Regions from separate parts of the Mus musculus genome. Here regions 1, 2, 3, 4, 5 and 7 are each linked to region 6. The links are chromatin contacts, called in public HiCAR-type, HiChIP or PLAC-seq and promoter capture Hi-C maps. All regions are on one chromosome and are shown on one strand. Each heading gives the region's core, a stretch centred on a gene start, on an enhancer-like site or on the middle of the called end of the contact. The rest is flanking DNA. Distances are from core to core; before and after follow the strand shown. Region 1 holds the start of Zfp780b (zinc finger protein 780B). Region 2 holds the start of Zfp974 (zinc finger protein 974). Region 3 holds the start of Zfp607a (zinc finger protein 607A). Region 4 holds the start of Fbl (fibrillarin). Region 5 holds the start of Zfp59 (zinc finger protein 59). Region 6 holds the start of Zfp84 (zinc finger protein 84). Region 7 holds the start of Psmc4 (proteasome (prosome, macropain) 26S subunit, ATPase, 4).

Evidence for each region. HiCAR-type assays count read pairs that join an accessible place to other places. HiChIP or PLAC-seq counts read pairs in DNA pulled down with a chosen protein or histone mark. Capture Hi-C pulls out chosen DNA fragments and counts their contacts.
Region 1: a contact with region 6 is called in a promoter capture Hi-C map of liver, with 6 times the contacts expected there. The contact joins the promoter of Zfp780b here to the promoter of Zfp84 in region 6. A contact is called at or near these places in 6 of 39 promoter capture datasets (the C10 cell line, cranial neural crest, hippocampal neurons and 3 more), 1 of 484 Hi-C or Micro-C datasets (B cells), 2 of 115 datasets of contacts at active chromatin or transcription factors (astrocytes and bone marrow-derived macrophages) and 2 of 9 other capture datasets (adipose tissue and liver).
Region 2: a promoter capture Hi-C map of liver shows a contact between it and region 6, with 5 times the contacts expected there. The contact joins the promoter of Zfp974 here to the promoter of Zfp84 in region 6. A contact is called at or near these places in 4 of 39 promoter capture datasets (the C10 cell line, hippocampal neurons, liver and 1 more) and 2 of 9 other capture datasets (adipose tissue and liver).
Region 3: a contact with region 6 is called in a HiCAR-type map of astrocytes, with 5 times the contacts expected there. The contact joins the promoter of Zfp607a here to the promoter of Zfp84 in region 6. A contact is called at or near these places in 3 of 39 promoter capture datasets (hippocampal neurons and liver) and 1 of 115 datasets of contacts at active chromatin or transcription factors (astrocytes).
Region 4: an H3K27ac HiChIP or PLAC-seq map of thymic regulatory T cells shows a contact between it and region 6, with 9 times the contacts expected there. The contact joins the promoter of Fbl here to the promoter of Zfp84 in region 6. A contact is called at or near these places in 4 of 39 promoter capture datasets (the C10 cell line, hippocampal neurons, liver and 1 more), 3 of 484 Hi-C or Micro-C datasets (CD8 T cells, muscle stem cells and regulatory T cells), 2 of 115 datasets of contacts at active chromatin or transcription factors (regulatory T cell precursor and thymic regulatory T cells) and 1 of 9 other capture datasets (adipose tissue).
Region 5: a promoter capture Hi-C map of adipose tissue shows a contact between it and region 6, with 6 times the contacts expected there. The contact joins the promoter of Zfp59 here to the promoter of Zfp84 in region 6. A contact is called at or near these places in 3 of 39 promoter capture datasets (the C10 cell line, cranial neural crest and hippocampal neurons), 1 of 115 datasets of contacts at active chromatin or transcription factors (astrocytes) and 2 of 9 other capture datasets (adipose tissue and liver).
Region 7: a promoter capture Hi-C map of adipose tissue shows a contact between it and region 6, with 15 times the contacts expected there. The contact joins the promoter of Psmc4 here to the promoter of Zfp84 in region 6. A contact is called at or near these places in 8 of 39 promoter capture datasets (the C10 cell line, cranial neural crest, erythroid cells and 4 more), 5 of 484 Hi-C or Micro-C datasets (B cells, CD4 T cells, CD8 T cells and 2 more), 3 of 115 datasets of contacts at active chromatin or transcription factors (astrocytes, embryonic forebrain and large pre-B cells) and 2 of 9 other capture datasets (adipose tissue and liver).

The regions. Positions count from the first base shown.
Region 1 is chr7:27,977,905-27,980,780 of GRCm38.p6, reverse strand. Zfp780b (zinc finger protein 780B) reads left to right here and starts at 1,624. Exons shown (of 6, transcript NM_001081021.1): 1 at 1,624-1,691.
Region 2 is chr7:27,928,149-27,931,264 of GRCm38.p6, reverse strand. Zfp974 (zinc finger protein 974) reads left to right here and starts at 1,807. Exons shown (of 5, transcript NM_001374027.1): 1 at 1,807-1,970. Gm26891 (a long non-coding RNA gene) reads right to left here. Exons shown (of 2, transcript XR_881914.3): 2 at 2,791-2,918.
Region 3 is chr7:27,859,084-27,862,001 of GRCm38.p6, reverse strand. Zfp607a (zinc finger protein 607A) reads right to left here and starts at 1,417. Exons shown (of 5, transcript NM_001024726.2): 1 at 1,246-1,417.
Region 4 is chr7:28,168,419-28,171,675 of GRCm38.p6, reverse strand. Fbl (fibrillarin) reads right to left here and starts at 1,928. Exons shown (of 9, transcript NM_007991.3): 1 at 1,858-1,928. The coding sequence starts at 1,867. It overlaps Gm31024 (a long non-coding RNA gene), which reads left to right and starts at 2,814. Exons shown (of 2, transcript XR_001778069.2): 1 at 2,814-3,257.
Region 5 is chr7:27,837,265-27,840,458 of GRCm38.p6, reverse strand. Zfp59 (zinc finger protein 59) reads right to left here and starts at 1,875. Exons shown (of 5, transcript NM_011762.3): 1 at 1,750-1,875.
Region 6 is chr7:29,766,697-29,769,808 of GRCm38.p6, reverse strand. It overlaps Zfp84 (zinc finger protein 84), which reads right to left and starts at 1,257. Exons shown (of 5, transcript NM_023750.2): 1 at 1,114-1,257. Gm38983 (a long non-coding RNA gene) reads left to right here and starts at 1,556. Exons shown (of 2, transcript XR_881933.3): 1 at 1,556-2,755.
Region 7 is chr7:28,048,519-28,051,569 of GRCm38.p6, reverse strand. Psmc4 (proteasome (prosome, macropain) 26S subunit, ATPase, 4) reads left to right here and starts at 1,478. Exons shown (of 11, transcript NM_011874.2): 1 at 1,478-1,587; 2 at 2,368-2,466; 3 at 2,591-2,777. The coding sequence starts at 1,552.

The DNA.
Region 1 (2,876 bases), core at 375-2,874, 1.8 Mb after region 6:
TCTTCGAAGGAGACTAGGGACCATTTCTGCTACATGTGTGTAAATGAAAGCAGTAATTTCAAAGCGTCTGGATTTCATTACATTTTAACTGTCTCCATTTTGATATGTTTTCTAATTCAATTATGCCCTATTGCTTTTCTGTCTGTTCTATTCATTATTGAGGTTGAAAATTATTGAGGTGATGGTGGATTTGGATGTCATTCTTTTTTTTTCTTTTCTTTCTTTCTTTCTTTTTTTTTTTTTTTTAAAGATTTATTATTATTGTATGTAACTACACTGTAGATGTCTTCAGACACACCATAAGAGGGCGTCAGATCTCATTAGGGATGGTTGTGAGCTACAATGTGGTTGCTGGGATTTGAACTCAGGACCTTCAGAAGAGCAGTCAGTGCTGTTAACCACTGAGCCATCCCTCCAGCCCTCACAATTTGATCTCCCCCCACCCCCACCCCCTGCTTCTTTTCTTATTTATTAGATATTTTCTTTATTTACATTTCAAATGCTATCCTGAAAGTTCCCTATACCCTCCCCCCTGCCCTGCTCCCCTACCCACTCACTCCCACTTCTTGGCCCTGGCGTTCCCCTGTACTGGGGCATATAAACTTTGCAAGACCAAGGGGTCTCTCTTCCCAATGACGGCCAACTAGGCCATTTTCTGGCTGTCATTCTTATTACTACCTTATTACTTACCAGGCTTTCCCCCTGCTTCGTGCCTGAAGCTGCGCTATTAGTACTTTTAGTTTATTTTAGTTTTTAGGGAGGGTTTCACTCTATACTTGTAGCTGGCTTCAGTCTCACACACATGCAGTGAGCTGTGCCTCCCCTTTGCTGGGATAAAAGGCATGTCTTACCACGCGCAGCCATGTTTATTATACTTGATGACTTGGCCTCTTTATTTACACTGGCAATGTTGTGTCCCCAGTCTGTCTCGATTATCAAATCAACCTGAGTCTTCATTACGGTCACTCGTAATCTTCTAGAGTACTGAACTTTAACATATTTTCTGTAGTTGATACTCGGTTGAGTCTGACTTGTTTTCAAATCCTCCTTGTTTTCATCCTTCAACGTGAGGTAAATTACTGTCTAACGGACACGACTCAGTTGAAACTTTCTGATGTGTTCCTCACTCACCGTTTTCTATCTAGGTAACAGGGACCCTGAACTCAGGGAGGGTCCAGAACACCTGGCTGTCTGAAATCGCTGATGTAAACTATCCACGTTTAACACCAACAATTCTTTAGTTTAGTCTTTCCAAATTTACCATAGTCCCTACCAGGTCACAGCGAGGTGGAATCCCACTCAGTGGGACTCAAGTCACTTATATCCCATTCTGATCTTACTTCCTGTTCTGCTTGTCAGTCCGCTCCAGGGAAGAGAAAAATCAGTGGCGCGCAGAAGCGGAAGTACCTTTTGAGCACCACACGGGAGCTTTTAAAGGCTGTGCCTTTTTGGAAAAACCCCTGACACCACCAGGCGCAGCTCCCAGGTGGGCTGGTCCCAGTAGCAAGCTCGGATCGCCCTGAACCTCTGAGCTCTGGGCTTCCCGGAGTTCCGCCGCAAGGACTACATTTCCCAGGGTCCACCGCACCGGAAGTAACGGATCGAATTCCGGTGTCGTGTATCGCTCCCTTGAAAAGTCAGGTTTTTCTCGTAGGTGGAAGAAATCGCTCTATGGCCTACGTCCTCACAGAGTAAGATCGGAGCCAGCATGCTGGGTGTGGGTGTGGGATGGATGTTGATATTTGTGTGAGTGTGTAGGGGCGGTGATGTGTGTGTCTGTTTCTCTGTATGTATACGCACCTTGAGCACTCTGCATCTCCTGTGTCACTATGCTTGTAGCTTTCTGCTCCTGCTTTCTCTTGCAGGCACAGGGGCTGAAGCAAGGAAAGATCAGGTGCAGAGTCTGAAGGGAAGCTTCCTTTGAGGTACATGAGTAGCTGAGGCCGGAAGTGCCTCCGAGGGGCCCCTAGGGGGATAAGATCCCTAGGTTTCCCTGAGCTGTAGCAATGCGAGTGTTGCGGGAAGGGAGGGAAAGTGCTCATTGAGGATGCTCTCAGATCTAGTTTGGGATCTCAGGCTTCCTTGGGCTCCCCACAGGCTCCCCATTTCGGCCATTATTCCAAAGGAGGGCTAGAGAAGCATGAGATCTTTATTGCTACTCAGCTAAGACTCAAGGGCGAAGTTTGTGCTTTCTCTCCGTGTGAGAAACGAGGCTTTAGGTTTAGACTATAGAATTGTCAGTAAATGAAGGAGTAACAGACAAACTGATAGCTCCAACTTTGTGGCTCTTACATTGTTCGTTCTCCTCCCAATTAGTATTCTCACTATTGTTTCAGTGATCCTTGATATCTCTCAATAATCAGACCTTTCCCCTAGACTTTATAGATAAGAATCTCCAGAGGTTAACCTTAGGAATCTCAAACTCAAACCAATTCCTATCCATGGCATCACATAGCAGATGGACTTTGATCTTTATAGACCTTCCTTTCAAAGCAGGGGGACTTCAGGGGTGCTGGTGCTGCTTGTATTTAATGCTAAATACTGGCTCCCAAGATCTGGTGTCCCCCCCCCCCCACCCTTCGCCATGAGCAGATCCTCACATACTCCAAGTGATGCTATGTGAACTTTGCTCCCCAGCTTAAAACCTGAGTTTAAATAAAACTAGCCACAGCCAGTTCCTGAGAGGAATAGAGAGAGGTAGAGTTTGAGTAACTGAGCTGTGGGTCTCAAGTAGGCACCACCAGGGGAGGAGAGAGAACAGAGGCAGAGCACAGGGGAGGAAAAGACTAGAGAACAGGAGGTCTCCAAGAGCTGGACCAACCGTTCCTGACAGAGTGATATGCCTCCCGGGGACACCAGACGGCTGGAGCAGAAGT
Region 2 (3,116 bases), core at 558-3,057, 1.8 Mb after region 6:
GCAGAAAGAGCTGAGACTGGGGATGTGGCCTGCAGAACCCCAGGAGGAATTCAAGTGACTGCAGCTAAGGAAACGCTTGTGGTGGACATTAATCTCTAGTTACGTATTCAGCACCACACAGCTCCTGTGGAGAAAATGGAGGGCAATTATCTGATTTTACTTCCATGAAGGATAAGGGGTAGCACTAAGAAAAGAACTGTGATGGAGCAGACTGACCAGAATCACACTGTGGAGAGAAAGGAGGACGGAACACATTGGCATGACAGAAGGCTAAGCATCTTTATAAATGATCCAAAAGCCAGTGGAATAACAAAACAGGAAGCTTTGCAGAAACAGTCACCTAGATATAGCTGGGGACTCCTGGTCTAGTATTAGCCTATGGGATATCTTAAAAATAGATACAGTCTTTAAGTTTCAAAAGTGCAGTAGAAACAAGTGCTGTCACCGGAGTTTTTTGTCTTAGCCATTCTGATTGTTGTAAGGTAGAATCTCAGGTCATTTTGATTTGCATTTCCCTGATCACTAAGGACTTTGAACATTTCTTTAAGTGCTTCTCCATCATTTGGGATTCCTCTGTTGTGAATTCTCTGTTTAGCTCTATACCTTATTTTGTGGTTGGGTTGTTTGGATTTTTGAAGCTTAGCTTCTTGAGTTCTTTATATATTTTGGATATTAACCCTCTATAGGATGTGGGGTTAGTGAAGTTTTGTCCCACTCTATAGGTTGCTGATTTGTCCTGACTACGTCCTTTGCCTTACAGAAGCTTTCCAGTTTTATGAGGTCCCATTTATCAATTCTGGATCTTAGAGCCTGAGCTCTAAGACATTGTTGGTGGGATTGCCAACTGATACAACTACTCTGGAAATCAATCTCGAGGATCCTCAGAAGTTTGGAAATAGATCAACCACAAAGACCCAGCTATACCACTCTTGGAATATACCCAAAAGATGCCCCACCATACCACAAATCCACTGTGTTCATAGAGGTCTTATCTGTGAAAGCCAGAAGCTGGAAACAACCCAGATGTCCCCCAATGGAAAAATGGATACAGAAAATGTGGGTCATTTACATAATGGGATAGTATTTAGCTATTAAGAATGAGGACATCATGAGTTTTGCAGGCAAATGGGTGCAACTAGAAAATATCCTGAGTGAGGTAACTCAGACACAAAAAGAGTAAAAGGCATGTGCCACCATAATCTGAGTGTATTTTAGTTCTTAGACAGGGTTTCACTGGGTAGTCCTCGGTGGTCTCTTCTCACAGACATGCAGCTGGCTGTACCTCCCCATCGCTGGGATAAAAGCCATTGCTACCACGCCCAGCCATGTTTACTATCACTTGATGTCTTGGCCTCTTTATTATCACTGGCAATGTTCTTTGCCCCCAAATCTGCCTCCATTTTATAATCGACTTGAGTTTTCTTTTGATTATGTAAAGATGGTCACTTTGAATCTGCTAGAGTATTTATCTTTAACATATTTTCTGAAGTTAACAGATAGCTGGGTCTGACCTCTTTTCAAATCTAATGTGACAAACCTGTACTTTAGCTTTTAGACCGATTACAGTACTTTCAATGCGACTAGTTTTATTATGAGGATCGTCTAGCCTGTCTAACAGACACAGTACGGTTGTTGCATAGCATGTGGTCCTCAGTCACATTTTCTATCTAGAGCATCCCTGCCTTTTTAAGGGCGAGAAAATCAGTTCCCCGCAGAACCGGAAGTAACTTTTACTCAAAGGAGGGCGCCTCCCCTTTAAGCGCGCACCCCCGTGGGAACTCCCACAAACCACTGGGCTCCGCTCGCAGATCTGGCATCCCCGCCCCCAAGAGCCGGGCTTCACGGGGGCTTTGCTGGTGATAACTGCATTTTTTAGGGTCACCACGCCGAAACTAGCGCATAGGCTTTTGGTGTTCTGGTGCCGCTAATGCGGAAGGTCCGATCTTTGTGGTCGGCGGAAGAAATTTCAGGTTGGCTTCGGTCTCCATGGAGTAAGGCCTGAGGCAGCCGGCTGGGAGTGGGCGTGTGCGGACGGTCGTATAGGGTCGCTGTTTGTTGATGTGATAGTGTGTGTGTGTGTGTGTGTCCACACCTTGATCTCTCTGCATTATCTGGGGCTCTGTGCGCGTCGCTTTCTGCTCCAACTTTCCCTCGCGACCACAGGAACCAAAGCAGAGGACTAAGTTTCAGTAAGGAGAGGTCAGGCTAGGTACAGACTTGAGCTTGGGAGGAGCATTTGGGGCTGAAAGTGCCACCGAGGGTGACCTAGGAGGGTGGTTACTTGTTGAATTCCATGACTTTCTCAGAGCCCTAGCTGTGTGAGTGTTGAGGGAACTGAAGGAAAGTGCTCAGTGCGGATGCTGCCAGAGCATGATGGGGATCTCATCCTTGCGCAGGCTCCCCGCGAAGGCCATCAGTCAAAAGGAGGGCTTGAGAAGGATGGGATCATTATTGCTGCCCATCTAAGAGTCAAGGATGAGTGTACTCTTCTTTTCTGTTTGAGAAATGAGTTTTCAATTTTATAATATGGAATTGTCAGTAAATGCAGGTAGGTGAACGTACACATTCATACCTCCACCGCTGTGGCCCTTACGTTGTCCCTGCCCTTAGGTCCTGGTGTTCACATGACCATTTCAATTACCCTTGACTTTTTCTCCCTAAATCACTTCCTTTCCCCACATTATAGACAGTGCTCATCTTGGGTTCATTGTCTGCAGGGTATGGCAGGACAAGGGAGTGTTAGAAAGAATGCAAATACTGGTTGTATATTTAAGGAAATGACTCATAAGCTCTAGTCTGTACAGTGTACATTTTAATCTCAGCATTTTGGGAGGCAGAAGCAGGAGGATCATTGTAAATTAAGGATCAGTTTGATCCACATAGCAAGTTCCAGGAGGGGTGTGCTACAAAATGAGAACCTGTTTCAAAACAAGGAGAAAACGAAATGAAGGTAATAATGAAGAGCAGAATTTTAAAATTTGTATTGTGTTCAGTGTGATAATTTTACAGAGCACAAGGTGGTCCTCACAGAGCCCAAGGCAGGACAGTTGTGTCAGCCCTGCGGAGGTTGAGAAACTCAGTTCTAGGATCAAAAGACCTAGGACACCCAGAACAAA
Region 3 (2,918 bases), core at 168-2,667, 1.9 Mb after region 6:
TGAACCCAAGATGGCCTCACAGAGCAACAACTAAAGCACACCAGGCCCTTAGGATATGGCGGCATTGCACTAACAGGCTTCACCACAGGCATCCTAAGGTTCCTGACAGGCCTGGAGAGCCTGAGGGGACAGAACCAAGACTTCAACCTGATACCACAGATCCACACCCACTATCAGCCACGGACGGCATTGCTCATCTGGATCTGGCCAGTGTTACCCATTACACACACACACACACACACACACACACACACACACACTCAGAAAATCACTAGCTCTCAAAGATGCCAAATTCAGTGCTATCACTTTCCCAGCTGAAATGGTGAACAGACATAGTCAACCACCTGCAGTTTTCTGCTGCTTTGAGAGGCAGGCCTGTAAAGATAGGATGAGTGATGCCATTGAAATAGGCGCCAATTTAACAGATCGGGATGTAAAAGCCCTAACGCTAACCTCTGGAGACTCCTATCTATAATTTGTTCAGAAAAAGAAGTGATTGTAGAGAGACGATGTCAAGGGATGTCATTGGAAGGATAATGCGAATACTAAGTGGAAAGGGAAGGGACAATGTAAGGGACACAATGGTGGAGGTATCAATTTGCCTGTCCCTCCTTCAGTTACTGACAATTCCATATTCTAAAACTAAAACCTCATTTTCAAACAAAGCACAAGCTCATTCTTTAATCTTTGATGTGCAGCAATAAAGTCCTTATTCTACTTCAGCCCTCCTTTGTAATGGCTGAGGCACGGAGCCTGAATAAGCGCGAGATCCCAGACTATATCTGAGAGCATCCTCAGGGAGCACTTTCTGCTACTCTGTCAACACTCACGTGGCTAGGATAGGGCTCTGGGAAAGTCCTGGGGCTCAACAAGTAGCTGCCTGCTCTCTTAAGCAACCCTGGAGACTCTTCCGGCCTGAAATGCTCCTCCCATGCTCAACTCTGGGCCTCAGGGAAAGCTTCCCTTCAGTGCGGACTCTTCTCTCAGAAGCTTGGTCCTCTGCTTCAGCCCCTGTGGCCAGGGGAGAAAGTAGGAGCAGAGAGCAACAAGCCGGGTGACACTGGGTGACAGAGATAATGCAGAGAGCTCAAAGTGTGCACACTCGGACAGACAGACACACACACACACCACCACCACCACCACCACCACCACCACCTGCAGCAGCACCGTCCCCCCACACATAAATACACAACCACCCCACACCGCGGTCCACATCCACACCCAGCCGGCTGGTTCCCGCCTTACGTGGAGACCGAAGCCAACTAGAGATTTCTTCCTCCGACCAGAAAGATCGGACTTTCCGCATTAGCGGCACCAGGACACCCAGAGCCTATCCACTACTTCTTGCCATGGTGGCCCTGAAAACTACAGCCCTCGCTACCGGAGATCCGAGAAGCCCAGGGCTCCAGAGAGATCCCAGCATGCAACTTGGCCCAGCCCATTTGAGAGCTGCGTCCTGTGGCTTGTGAGAGTTCCCAGGGGGAGGGGGGTACTCCCCGACTTTAAAGGGGAGGCTCCCTCCTGTGATCAAAATAGTTCCGGGTTCTACTAGTAACTGATTTTCTCTCCTGTGGAGCTGACAGACAAACTGAAGTTTTAAAGTTCAAAAGAAGTAAGATCAAATCAGGCTGTAATTGGCTGTATCTTTGCTTGAGACTGAGTGGGATTCCACCTCGCTGTGCTCTGGTGGGGACTATGGTAAATTGGAAAAGACTGAACTAAAGAATTGTTGGGTTTGAACGTGGGTAGTTTAGCGATTTCAGAGAGAAACAGAAGTTCTAGACACTCCCAGGGTTCATTGTCGCTGTGTTGGAGTTCAGGAAGTCGCCACTCAAACCTTATATACATACACCAATCTCAGTTAAGCAAGACTAGTGTATTAAACACGTACCATAATACTGGAGTTCAGGACTGCAAAAAGGACTCGGGAGCCTAATTGTAGTACTGGTCTGCTCTCAGGGTAGGCTTTTTATATGAGAAACCAGGTTCAAACGTTTAAAGGGCAGGGAGGGGAGCTGTTGGCTTCCTAGGCAAAGTATATTTTTAGCAACCTTTAAGCTGATAGGACCTGAGTAAGGTGGGGGGTGGATGGGTGGTGAACTGGGGAATTTCAGAACAGTGAGATAACAGAACATGAGTATTAAAACTTTTTGGCTTATTAGCAGCATTCTTCAATGTCAGCCCCAAAAAAAAAAAAAAAAAAAAAAAAAAAAAAAAAAAAAAAAAAAACACTGAGCTCATATGCAGGTACAGGAAGAGCTGCCCAGTGGTCAGCTTTACTCAAGATATTTTAGACATAACAGTTGCTATTTACCTTTGATTCAATGGGTCCTACATACAGCTTTGTGAAATAAGATAAGCAAACCTCATACAGATCATTGAGAGCACACAGAACAAAACAGGGTATGTGGCCAGCGTGTCCCTGAGCTCAGTCACTTCTCTATGTCAGTGACTGGCAGGCATGTTACAGCAACACTGTGAAATAGCTGGCAGGCATAGAACAGAATGGCTGCAGCTATGCTGGGGAGCAGGGGAGTCAGACCATAGCATCTGTTATCTAGACGGGAGAATGTGAGTGAGAGCCAGATCGGTATGCATCAACAGAGCTGTGCCCATTAGGCAGTCACTTACATCATGTTGGACTGAGTGGATGAAGGACTAGCATGTCCAGGTAGCCTAAACAAAAACATACACGTGTTTTTAGAAAACCCTATTTATTGTAACGTGACACTATTGAACTTTCAAAACTACTTTTGTTGTCTCCTGTATTTACACGAATTTTCCAGAATGTGAGTAAACAAATGTTGACGAGACTAGACCACGCTAGTAATAAAAGTAACCGCAGTAAAATGTAAATTATCTAAACGCCGAAGTATAGGTTTGTCACATTAGATTGAAAAACAAGTCAGACCCAGCCA
Region 4 (3,257 bases), core at 679-3,178, 1.6 Mb after region 6:
CTCCCGAATGCCAGGAAGCACTTTATCAGCTGAGCCATATCCACAGCCCTGGATTCTGCCTCAGAGAAACCACTTGTTTTCATTCAGAAGAGAATGGTGTCCTGTAGCTCATATGGGAGGATGGCTATGCTACTGTTACTCAAGACCCTAAAGTAGCAAAGGTCTATGGGAATGATAGAAAAATCAAGGAACTGTATACACAAGAGTACTGAGGAGAAGAGCCACTAGCTCCAACCCTGGGCCTGACAGAACAGAGATCTGGCAAGCTGTTGGCATCCTCATGGCGACCGGTAGATAGCAGGGTCAACTCAGACACATAATACTCAATGTGTTATCAGGATCCATTTCTGGTCCTGGGGTTTTGAGGAAAATGAACCGAAAGGACTCACTACTCAACAAGACTTTTATGTTCACACACAGTCTGCTGTTTTAGAATCTGCTTTTCTCTACAAGTCTCCCCACCTCCAAACTAGCAACTCCAGCAACTGCTGCAATCACATGCCTGCAACCCAGCCACTTGGGAAGCCGAGTCTGAGGCTAGCCTAGGCTATTACAATAAGATGCCATTTCAATACACAAACATGAAAATAAAGGACCTTGTTGAGAATCGTCCACCATACTTTGTAGCACACCTCTGTTTAAAACAATCTCCCCCAAAGCTGCTTCGTATTCAAGACACAAACTGTCACAGAAGATTCGACTGTTCAACAATTCTCATTCTATCGTGTGATGGAGAAAGGTTGAGGGGAAAGCACAAATCACAGGATGCCAGGAGAACATCCAGACTAGCAATCCCTCCACCTTACTTCCCCAGACATCCAGAACAGAGCCCCAGATAGATATTCAACATGTCTGGGAGGGAGAGATGGGTCACTATCGCCTGCAGTGACTTACTCTCCATCTGTCCACAGGAACATGTGTGTCCACGCCAGACAAAAACCTGCAGTGGTGAAAACTGATCCTTCGGCAACAGGAAAAGCTCATGCTATCACGACTAATGTAGAACAGACTGGTGTTACAAACTCATTATCTAACTGTCTCCGCTTTCCGAGTGCTAGGATTGACAGCCCAGAGTAACCTATCACCAAGAAAACCACTTATCCATTAAGAACTCAAGAGAGAAACGAGAACTTTCTATTGTCAAAGCCAGAACTCTCGCCATCATCCACCATACAGTGGGCTCATCAGAAAAAAACGCGGGAAATAGGTGAGATGGATACATTTGTCAGGCCAGCCGTGGTGGCGCACGCCTTTAATCCCCGTACTCTGGAGGTAAAGGCTGGTGGATCTCGGCCAGCTAGGATCACGTGACAAGACGCTCTCAAAATCCAAACCTAAACCAACCCCTCTCAATTCCAATCACCTACCCCGCTAATAGCCGGGCTAGTAAAGTCGCTCTCACTACAGAGCAGGGACTCCCAGGTCCCCAGAGCCTCTACTCCTACAAGCCTTGGGTCCCGCCCCTCCCGGAAGCGCGGCGAGCGCCAGCCTGTGCACGCGAGCGCCGCACACCACGGAGCCGGAGATCCTCATTTACCCGGGGGGAAGCTGGGTTGGGGACCAAGGTATCGTTGACAGGGAGTGACAGTGGGTGACGGCGGCAACAGGGAAGGCTTGGGGTGGAGACAGGGGCCCTTTCATCTGCGACCCAAGTCGGATCCCCTAAAGCAATGCTCGGAGATCCAAGCCCCAACTCTGGGTCAGGGTCTGGAGGGCCGCACCGGCCGCTCTGAGGCGGCAAGCTTGTAGGCCGGCCGGTGAGCCGAGCTCACGGCCACATCCCCCGGCCCCGAGCGGCCGCGGTCCCCGCCCGCCGCGCCTAGAGCCCCCGACTCCTGCCCGCACCGTGGTCCTTACCTGGCTTCATTACTGCGTTCTGGTCGCGCGATTCAGGCAACCTGCGGCGTCCCCGACTCCACGAGTCTCAGGCTTTCGCACGTGGAAAGGAGCGCCTGCGCGCGGTGACGCACGGCGAGTGACGGAAGCGCGTAACCACGCCCCTTAGACGCGCGTCCCGTCTCCCGGAAGTCGGAGTCGGCCCCTTGGGTGGGAGTTCTGAATCCTTTTCCGGCTCTGTCGTGTCTCTACGCTCCTCACTTTTTCCTAGAGTGGCAAATTTTATCACAAGTGCGCTGCGACTTTTCCTCTCACTTATGCTAGCACTCCAGGAATCAGGGGTTATACCGATTTTTAAAAATTTATTATTTTTCAAAGACTTTAAATTTTTAAAATTTTATCCTTAGAAGTGTTTAGCTTGCATATTCGTCTGTCTGTGCACCACGCATACGCCATGGAAGTCAGGAGAAGGCGTCAGATCCCCTGGAACTAGAGTTACCGGCAATTAATTGTGAGCCGCCAAATAGGTGCTGAGACCCGAACCTGAGTCTTCATCAAGAGCATTATGTTCTCTTCACAGCTGAGCTATCTCTCCAGCACAGCCTTATGTTTCTGTTTGTTGTTGAGGTTTGTATTTTATGACAGGGTTTTGCAGTGGGGTCCAGGCTGAGCTGGAACTCGGGATCTCCTATGGTACACTTCGCTTTTCTATTTCTCCTTCCTTTTCCTTTTCCGCTCAAAGAGCTCCCTCCTTTACAGCGAAGAACAGGCATCTCACTGCTTCTGCTCTCTACCCCTGGCCTCTTACTGGAAATCTTCACTCACCCAAATGTTGTCGCAGCTGCTCCCAGGCCACTGCTGGTTTGCAGTTGTTTCTGCCTCTGTTCCTCCTCTTCAGGTCATGAATTCAGCCCACCCTACTGATAAAGATCACATCAGTCGAGCAACAACTGTTGCAGAAGGCCCAGTGTTAATGTTGCACCACCAGGAGGCAGCACAGGAGCGACCGGTCTCCAGAAGAAGCGTCCTAATAGCCAGAACTTACAGCCTTCCGTGCAACTGAAAGATCATTTGCACTAACCGCTGACTTTTTGTTGGGTTACCAGGGGAAATGGTTTCCCTCTGGCCTTGGTGAAGTGGCTGCCAAGGATTATAGAGGCTTCTGATGGCAAAAAGTCCATGTTAAACTCTTGGGGATAGTCAGGGCCAGGATAGTGCCTCCTAGAGCAGGAGTTGTCTTTTAGCATTAAGTGGTGGTCCATGCAGTATAGCTTCCTGGAGGTGTCTGTGGAGCATTCAAGAGCTGCCAGGCTGCCATGACAGTAGACCAGCTGGCTGCCAAGAGGGGTTTGCTTGGATGGTAGTCATTCAAGGCAGCCAAGTGCCAGGGAAGGGCTGGATGGTTGCCAGGGTGACAAATC
Region 5 (3,194 bases), core at 626-3,125, 1.9 Mb after region 6:
TGCCCCTTAATTCTTAGGAGACTGCAAACACAAACAACCTTCTTTTTAGAGTTGCAAAAGAATTCAGAGATCTGCCTGCCGCAGTTACACAAAAGATAAACTAACAGGGTGGGACCCTGTACGGAAATTACCATTTATACCACTCGTGGGCCTAAATTAAAGAGTCCCCGGCTGACCTTGAGCTCAGGAATCCATCTGCCCTTTAATGCACAAACAAAAACCATAGCGGGGTGGGATCTCCTACAATTGCCACTCCCTAATCCCCGTTACCTCCTCCCTTAGTGGTTTCCTGACAAGTTGGCTCCTACTGTAGCTGCCTTGGCTCTTCCTGAAGCCCCCTCATATAATTCATACCGCATCCTCATTATTTGAGAAATTATTTGTTTTTGAATCCATGTTTTTAGAGTTCTTTCCCACAGCCTTAAGTGCTGTTCTGAAGGTCCCATTTTGTGGAGACATTAGCCACACCTTGACTCATGCTGTCTTTGATTATCACGGAGACATTATCATTAAGAGGGGGGGACTTTCCTTAAAAGAGGGAATGTACATGATTATACAAACCAGCCTTAGGTCCGGAGCAGCCATCCACGCTTGTGGCCCACATCCCCTGGCCCTGTCCCAGCGGCAATAACCAGGTAAGGAACCCAAAATGACCTCACAGAGCAACAACTAAAGCACACCAGGCCCTTAGGATATGGCGGCACTGCGCTAACAGACTTCACCACAGGCATCCTAAGGTTCCTGACAGGCCTGGAGAGCCTGAGGGGACAGAACCAAGACTCCAACGGGATACCACAGATCCACATCCCTATATTTAAACATGGCATTGCTCATCTGCATCTGGCCAACATTACCCATTTTACACACACACACACACACACACACACACACACACACACAAAATACCTAGTCCTCAAGGATGCCAAATTCAGTGCTATTACTTTCCCACTCCCCAAATCCTCCCTGGTGACCAGACCATCTATCGCCTACATTCTTCCCTTGCTTCGAATGAAGGCCTGTAAAGATCAAAGGCCATCTGAGGTGTGACACCATCAAGATACAAATTGATTTAGTTGAGAGCCCTAACGCTACCCTCTAGAAATTCCTAGTTACAACATCTCAGGAAAAGGTAGAGATTGTGGGAGAAGACGCCACGGATCATTGAAACTAAGTGGAAAGGGCAGGGACAATGTAAGGGACACAATGGTGGAGGTATCAATTCGCCTGTTCCTCCTTCCCTCACTTCCATTCCATATTCTAAAACTAAAACCTCATTTTTCAAACAGAAACAGAAAACTCATTCTTGAATCCACATCCCTCTCCAGCCCTCCTTTGGAATGGCCACCTAGGGAAGCCTGAGTAAGCATGAGATCGCAGACCATATCTGAGAGCATGCTCAATGGCTGCAGCTCTGAGAAAGTCAGGGGACTCAACAAGTACCCTCCCTCCAAGACGACACCCCCGTCCTTAAATTATAGCCCTAAGCTCAAGTCTGAGCCTCGGGGAAAGCTTCCCTTCAGACCCCGCACCTGACCTCCCCTTACTGAAGCTTGGTCCTCTGCTTTAGTCCCTGTGTCCCTGAGAGAAAGCAGGAGCAGACAGCGACAAGCACAGAGACACAGATTATGCAGAGAGCTCAAGGTGTGTATACAGTTAGACTCAAAGACACACACACACACACACACACACACCATACAGCCACCCCACCGCCTGTACACACCCCTCCCAGCCCGCTGGCTCCGGTCTTACTCTGGGGAGACATAAACCAAAAGCCTATGCGCTACTTCCGGCGCGGTGGTCCCGGAAAACACAGTTGTCACAAGCAAAGCCCTGGAGAAGCCTGGAGCGTCCCGGAGATCCCGGCGTGCAACTCGGGCCAGCCCATCAGAAAACCGAGTCCAGTGGCTTGTGGGAGTGCCCACGTGGGTGCGCGCTTAAAGGGGAGGCGCCCTCCTTTGAGCAAAAGGTACTTCCGGTTCTCCGCGTAACTGATTTTCTTTCTCCTGTAGAGAAGACGGAGGAGTCTGAATTCCCTGCTTTAGATAGAAAATGTGACTGAGGACCGTATCGCTATGTACCAACAGAACTGTGTCCGTTAGGCAGGCTAGACGAGCCTCTTAATAAAACTAATCGCATTAAAAGTACTGTAAATCGTCTAAACGCCAAAATTTGCCACATTTAGATTTGAAAAGTCAGACCCAGCTATGTGTTAACTACAGAAAATATATTAAAGATAAATACTCTAGCAGATTCAAAGTAACCATCTTCGCATGATCAAAAGAAAACTCAGGTCGATTATAAAATGGAGGTAGATTAATAAAGAGGCCAAGTCATCAAGTGACAGTAAACATGGGCGTGGTAGCAATGGCTTTTATCCCAGCGATGGGGAGGCACAGCCAGCTGCATGTCTGTGAGAAGAGACCACCGAGGACTACCCAGTGAAACCCTGTCTAAGAACTAAAATACACTCAGATTATGGTGGCACATGCCTTTAGTCACCGCCCTAAGGAGGCAGAGGAGGTGTCTGAAAAAAATTAATTAAAAATAAACTCAGAATACACTCCTACTGTCTTGAAAGGACTAAATAAACTAAAATTCAGAGGATACCCCAAATGTCTCAAACAAATAAGTACATAAATACATAAACAAAATTAACTCAGAGTATACTCAAATAGCACACCTTTAAACATGAAGAGGGGGGAAGTCCCGCTAGAACAATAGGGAATGATAGCAAAATCAATCAACACATTCAAATGTTGTCAATTTAAAAAACTGATAGAACAACACCCTCCAAGAGCAACAGAGCATAGCTGATTTGGACAGCATCTCAACTCTGAGTGAAGTCAATAAAAATGGAGACACTTAAGCTCTAATGACACGAGGGGATCTGGAAAGGGAACTGTTCCTGTACGCTCACCTGTGGGAGAAACGCTCATTACCTGAAGATGTTGCTGTGGAAAGCTTTCTCTTTTATCCTTTTTTCTTGGCGGGGCATCTATTACTTCATATATTTTGTATTGCACTTTTAAATATTAAAGACTCCATCTATTTTGAGTTATCCCACGAGCAGATTACTGAGGTAGGCAAGGAGTCTCCAGACAGACCCAAGTGACTGCTTCTGCAAAGCTTGGGTTTTGTTTCACCGGCTTTTGGATCATTTATAAAGATGCTTAGCCTTCTGTCATCCAATGTGT
Region 6 (3,112 bases), core at 8-2,507:
CACTTAAGCTGCTATAACAAAATACCAGAGACTAGCTTATAAATAACAAACTTATTTCTCTGTTGTGGTGGCACTGACAAATTAGGTGTCTAGTGAAAACCGATTTCCCCGGTCCCCAGATGGAGTCTCTGGACTGCACTCTCACCTAGAGAAGGCAGGTAGCTCCAGGGAGCCAGGGCACTACTCCCATTTAATTACCTTCAAAAAGCCCCCACCTTCTAAACCCACCACACCGAGGACTAGTTTTGTAACTATAAACTGGACAGGGTGAAGATGGGGTACAACGGAGACTCCGTGTGCTCACTATGTCTGCTTCTTGACAGAAAAGCCTAGAGCTGAGGAAGTTGTCTTTTTAGAACCTGAAGTGGATCACCCAGAATCATGAACTTCAAATTCTGACTTCTCTAGTGGTAGTCAACAGAGGCTAAGATTTTCTAAGAGTTCCCTAAACAAGGCTAAATGGCTACTCGGAGGGTGTGACACAAAAGTAGGAACCCACAGTAATTACGTTTTTTCAAATACAATTTCTATACACTCATCCGTTTCTGAGACAGGATTTCACTATGTGGGTCCCGGTAGCCTGGAACTCACTATGTTCCCACGGCTGTCCTCAAAGTCACTGACTTCCAGCTTCCGCAGCTCGAGTGCTGAAATTATAGATGTGGGTCACCATATCTAACTCCTAACTACAGTTAAAAGTCATGCTGATTGGTAAACTGATCTATCTTGAACACAGAAATCCTTACCGTCTCTACTATTTAGCTTTCTCCCCCCTCCCCCCAAATTTTCAAATAAACTTGACATAAATGGTGTCCCGCACCTCCCGCCCCCGACTTTGCGTTGCAAGACTAGAGGATCTGGTAACCACCTACTACCCACGTTCTGCTGACTTCGCGCACTCTCTCTCTCTCACCCTCCTGTACAATCCACATCCTCCAAAAACCTTTTCGCCCATGCAGTCACACTCCCGCCGCCTTAGTCCCTCTTTAAGCCTCTAGCGCCATCCCGGAAACCGGGTGGGTCCCCTAGAGCCGGCCTGCAGCCAGCGACCAACAAATACAGGCCTTAAGGACTGTATTTACACAAAGCACTTAAAACCAAGGGCAGACTCACTTCAAAAGTATAAACTGCGATCTCACGGCTTCGAACTCGGACGACCAGCGAATACCGACCAGGACAGTACCGGGTTAGGTCGGGTAGGGCACTGAGATGATCCGGAACAACCTCTTTCCAGCCACTTCCGCCATGTGGCTGAGCATTTATAGTGGACTACATTTCCCAGAAGGCGGTGCTACTTCTAGAGTCTGCAGGAGAGTTTCAGTGTGCGAGAGAGGAAGTAGAGATCTGTTGAAACTAGAGAACGGACGATTAGTTTTCTAAAGGGGGAATTTCCCAAGGATCCAAGGCTTGAAGTCTCTGAAACTTAAGCAGTTTCGGCTCTGTGGTGGGGGTGGATCTTTACTCCAGCTACAGAAGCGAGGCAAGAACCCGAGCAAGTGATCCAGCTCAGGACTACATTTCCCAGAAGACATCACAGACCGCGTTCTCGGTAAAGAACTCATCCTGCTATTGACAGTCGGATATATGAGGGCTCTTAAGAGCTTCTCCAGTGTGGTGTTCCAAGCTCCCTGAAGGAATGAGACAAGGCTGTTAGGACTGGGAACGACTGGATAGGGCAAAGATCGCCCTATCTTTACTGGAATATTTAGTCTACTTACCACTCGATAGCCACAAATTTAAATGTGCTGCATTAGCCTGGGTTGAGCATTGCATGTTTGTAATCCCAGCACTCAGGAGGCAGAAGCAGGAGAATCAAGAGTTTTAATGCCCGCCTCGGTTACATAACAAGTTTGAAGCCATGGTTACCTAACGACCTGTGTCCATAAAGGAAAATAAACAGAGAGATGGTTCAGTTCTTAAGAGCATCGTCTGTTCTGTTCCAAGCACTTATGTTGGGCCAATCATGAACATTTATGTTGGATCAAATTTTATGGAATTCCATATGTATGTATGTATATGTATATATATATATATATATATATATATTCTCACTCATATAATGAGAATTCAATGTCGATCATACTGGCTTCAAACTCTGGCCCATGTCTCTGCCTTCTGTTTGCTATGATTAAAAGTATGCATCACTGTGCCTCAAGTCTTGGTGGATTTTGTTATTGTTGGTTGATTTTGTTGTTGTGGAAGCAGAGTTTTATTAGGAAGACTGTCTCCGGGGGGAAGAGAGAGAGAGAGAGAGAGAGAGAGAGAGAGAGAGAGAGAGAGAGAGAGAGAGAGAGAGAGAGAGAGAGAGAGAAGAGAATATCTCGCTCACAAGATCTAGGTTTACCGGCAGCCTGAAACCCAGATTCCGCTTTTTGGATTTCTAGGTTCCTGGTCTTTCCGGGACCTCCTGGGACCCTTTCTAGACAGAATTCCCAGAGGAATTCTCCGTGAATCGGCTTAGAGCAGATGTTGTGGCAGGGGTTACACGAAGGAGGATTTGGTGCCCTGGCTTGTTTTTCCCACAAGGCACTGCGGCTTGGACTCCTCGGTTTGAACTACATTTCCCAGAAAACAACGGGTGCAAGCAATTTACAGTTCAGCCCCAGTCCCCAAACACCCCGCAGGGTTCTCAGTGCTCGGCAAAATGAATTCAACCTAAATCCAAGGGCGGTGACAGGAGGAGGGCTCTAAACAAATGTTTCAAATTTGGAGTTCCTGATTTGGACATGGAGAAGCCGCCAGTTGTTACTGGAATGTAGGCCTGTGGGTTAGTGAAGAGCACAGGAGCACTTTGTGTGTCTGTGTGAAGGAATGTGCGGGAGCGCGTGCATGTGTGAAAGGAGGAGAAGGGGTTGGAAGAGAAAGACAGAGGAAAGAGGCAGAGACAACGGGTGGTGGGTAAGATGGGAAGGGCTGGGATGTTTCTTCTGAATTGGAAGCACAGTGAGAAGCTGTGACCAGTGGGTGACATTACAGGCCGTGAGGGACAAGTCTTTGCTTGGGCTGCTGTAGTTCTATGTGTCAGTGACCCACCTAAGTTCCTTACTGTTTTCACCACTCGTTCTCCTCACGTTGACTTCTTGGGGCTGACACTGAAAGGTCTGTGAGAGGG
Region 7 (3,051 bases), core at 229-2,728, 1.7 Mb after region 6:
AACACAGCCTCCTAATAGCTGGAGAGCTGCCTCTCTCAACTATTTGTATTGCCTGCCAACAAACTTCACCTTTACTTTGTGGTCACTGTTTTTCTGTCTTTTAATTCTTCAACTGATGGAGGGAAGGAACCCACCTGCTAGCCAGTGTGAGAGCTACTGTAGATTCTCCATACCATACAGAACAGATAGGACGTTCAATTTGTGCAGCATTATGTAGCTAGAAAATAATGATTTGTGCCTGCTACCTATCTGTGCCCCAATAAAAAGTTTACTTAACAAAAACTATAGCTGTTATGAAGTGTGGTAGTGTATATCCCTGGTACAAGGAATACAGATCTAGGTTCTAACCCTGCTTTACCAGTTGCTCAAGTGACTTCAGTGCTTGGCACCAGCTTCCTTCTTTGTAGAAGAGAATATAATACATACTAAGGATTTTAGCTGGGCTTGCTTAGCATATCAAAGTTCCTGAGCCATAACAACAATCAAAACTCAACAGGAGGCTGAAAAGATGGCGCACACAGTCTGTAACTCCAGTGCCACAGATTCCTATGCCCTTTTCTGGCTTCTGCATGTACTGAATCCAGGTGCACAAATTCGCACTCCGATATACACATGTACACGTAACTAAATATAAAATCCTTTCAAAACGTTTAATTATGTGTAAGTGTGTTTCTGCTAGCGGGGACGTGTGCTTGAGTGCAGGTGCCTGCAGAAACCGAAGGAGTTGCCTACAGATGCTAGTGAGCTGCCCCACCTGGGTGCTGGGAACCGAACTCGGGTCCTGTAGAAGAGCCACAAGTGTTCTTCAGCACTGGGCCATCTTGACAGCCCCTAAAAATAATGTGAAGAGGACAGAGAAGAAAAGATTCGACAGGACTCCGCAAAGATCTGCATTCGCAGCTGCCTCGGTTTCTCCAGCTTTGGTACGATCTGATTGGCTCCTCGCCGTTCTGTGACCTCTGCTTCTCTCTTCAGGTGGCGGCCAGAGAAGGTCAAGAGATTCTTCTGTGGAACTAAAGGCTTCTTTAGTGCCTCTCGTTTCTTATACTTAGTTATGTCTGCGAATTCCTTCTAACAAAGCTCTGGAGTTTTTAACAAGTTAGGACAGGACTTGATTAATCTTCATATTCTCAGTTCGGGGCTGGCTTTGTAAAGACAAGAAAGTAAAAAAGTGGATAATATTAAAATCAATCAATCAATCCTCTGGAGACTTTTCTTCAAGAGCAACTCGGCCGCGCCATCTACTGGAGAAACCTTCACAACGCGCGACGGGCCGCGAAGCAGGATGGCGCCAGAACAAGAGTTACTGCGCACGCGCAACATCCTTGCGGGTCCGCGCGCGCGCGCCTGGAGCGCAGAGCGCAGGAACCCATCTTGGGGGCGGAGCCCAGGGCTAAGAGTTTCCCGCCCTTCCTGTTATCCGGCCCGTCAGGTCAACCCGCAGCGGTACCTTAAAAACTACGTTTCCCAAGATGCTCTATGTGAAGGACTTCCGTTGGCGTCAGCGGAAGCCGTGACTGGCCGGGCTGCACTGAGGCCGGCTTGGTCACTATGGAGGAGATAGGCATTTTGGTGGAAAAGATTCAGGTGCAGTGGGGATCTGGGTTTCTTAGCGGGAGCTGGACATGAGTGGGGTGCTGAGGGGTTCTCAGGATCCCAGCTCTGGGCTGGGTGGTTTCAGAGGCCTCGGTGTCGAGCTTTGGGTGGTCCCGGGGCCTGGCGGGGTAGTCATGTTGTCAGGAGGGCGGCAAAGCTCAGAAAAGCAGAGCGGGAGGAAAGTGGCGTTGAACTTAAAGACTTTTCAGACAGAACGGTTGCGAGGCCTGGAGAGCTGTGCTTACTAGCTTTTCGGTTTGGGGTCTGGACCAGGTGGAGGATGATGTATGGGGGCCCCGTGGCCTAGGTATGTTCGTGGCCAAGGGACCAGTGGACTCACTGTGCTTGGGACGTGAACGGTGAGGCGTTAAGTATTGGTTGTGGTTTGGCTGAGTGACCTTTGGCTTTAACGTGAGTTGGGAATCTGACATGAAAGCTTTTGGGGGGGGGAGGGGAAGAACTGGGTAATGAGACTCTGAATGTGACTCTGACTTTAAAATCCATGGGACTTTTAGAACCTCTTGAGGGGACTGGGATGCTAAGGTTCGGTATGGAGCTGCTGCAAAACTTTCATGATGAGTTTTGTTTAAGGGGCCTACTATTAGCAATCTACATAGGGGACTGAGCAGCTCCTGTATCTATTGAGAGATAGTGAATGATGTCAGGTACTGGAGACATAGGTGACTTGGTGGCGAAATAGGAAGAACGCTTTCGCTGATTTCACGAGATGATTCTCTGCTTCCAACACCAAGTTGTCTTTACCGTCTACAGGATGAGATTCCAGCACTGTCCGTGTCTCGGCCGCAGACCGGCCTGTCCTTTCTGGGACCCGAACCTGAAGACCTGGAGGACCTGTACAGCCGCTACAAGGTGTGTTCAACCCTAAGCTGGCTCCTGCATACCTCCCATCCCCCATCACATACGCCCCCCCCCCCACCTCCCACTGTGGTACGGCAAGGCTGCAGCCAACCCTTTGCCCTCCCTGTGCGTGCAGAAGCTGCAGCAGGAGCTGGAGTTCCTGGAAGTGCAGGAGGAGTATATCAAGGACGAGCAGAAGAACCTGAAGAAGGAATTCCTCCACGCCCAGGAGGAGGTGAAGCGGATCCAGAGCATCCCCTTGGTCATCGGTCAGTTCTTGGAAGCTGTGGATCAGAACACAGCCATCGTGGGCTCCACCACAGGTGAGTGGTGAGGCAGGCTGGGAGCAAGGCAGGGTGATAGAATGGCCAGAGTACTGACCGATCCAGAAGTGGATACATACTTTATTTTCTGAATGTCTCTTTCTGCCTCTCAATTCACGTGTGTGCGTGTAGTTTCACCATCCAAGTGTGATGGTGTACGCCTTTAACCTCAGCACTTGAGGAGGCGGAGGGACAAGAGGATCTTTGTGTGTTTGAGGTCAGCCTGGTCTACCTAGTATGTTTCCCGGAGTACATACAGAAACCCTGTCTCCAA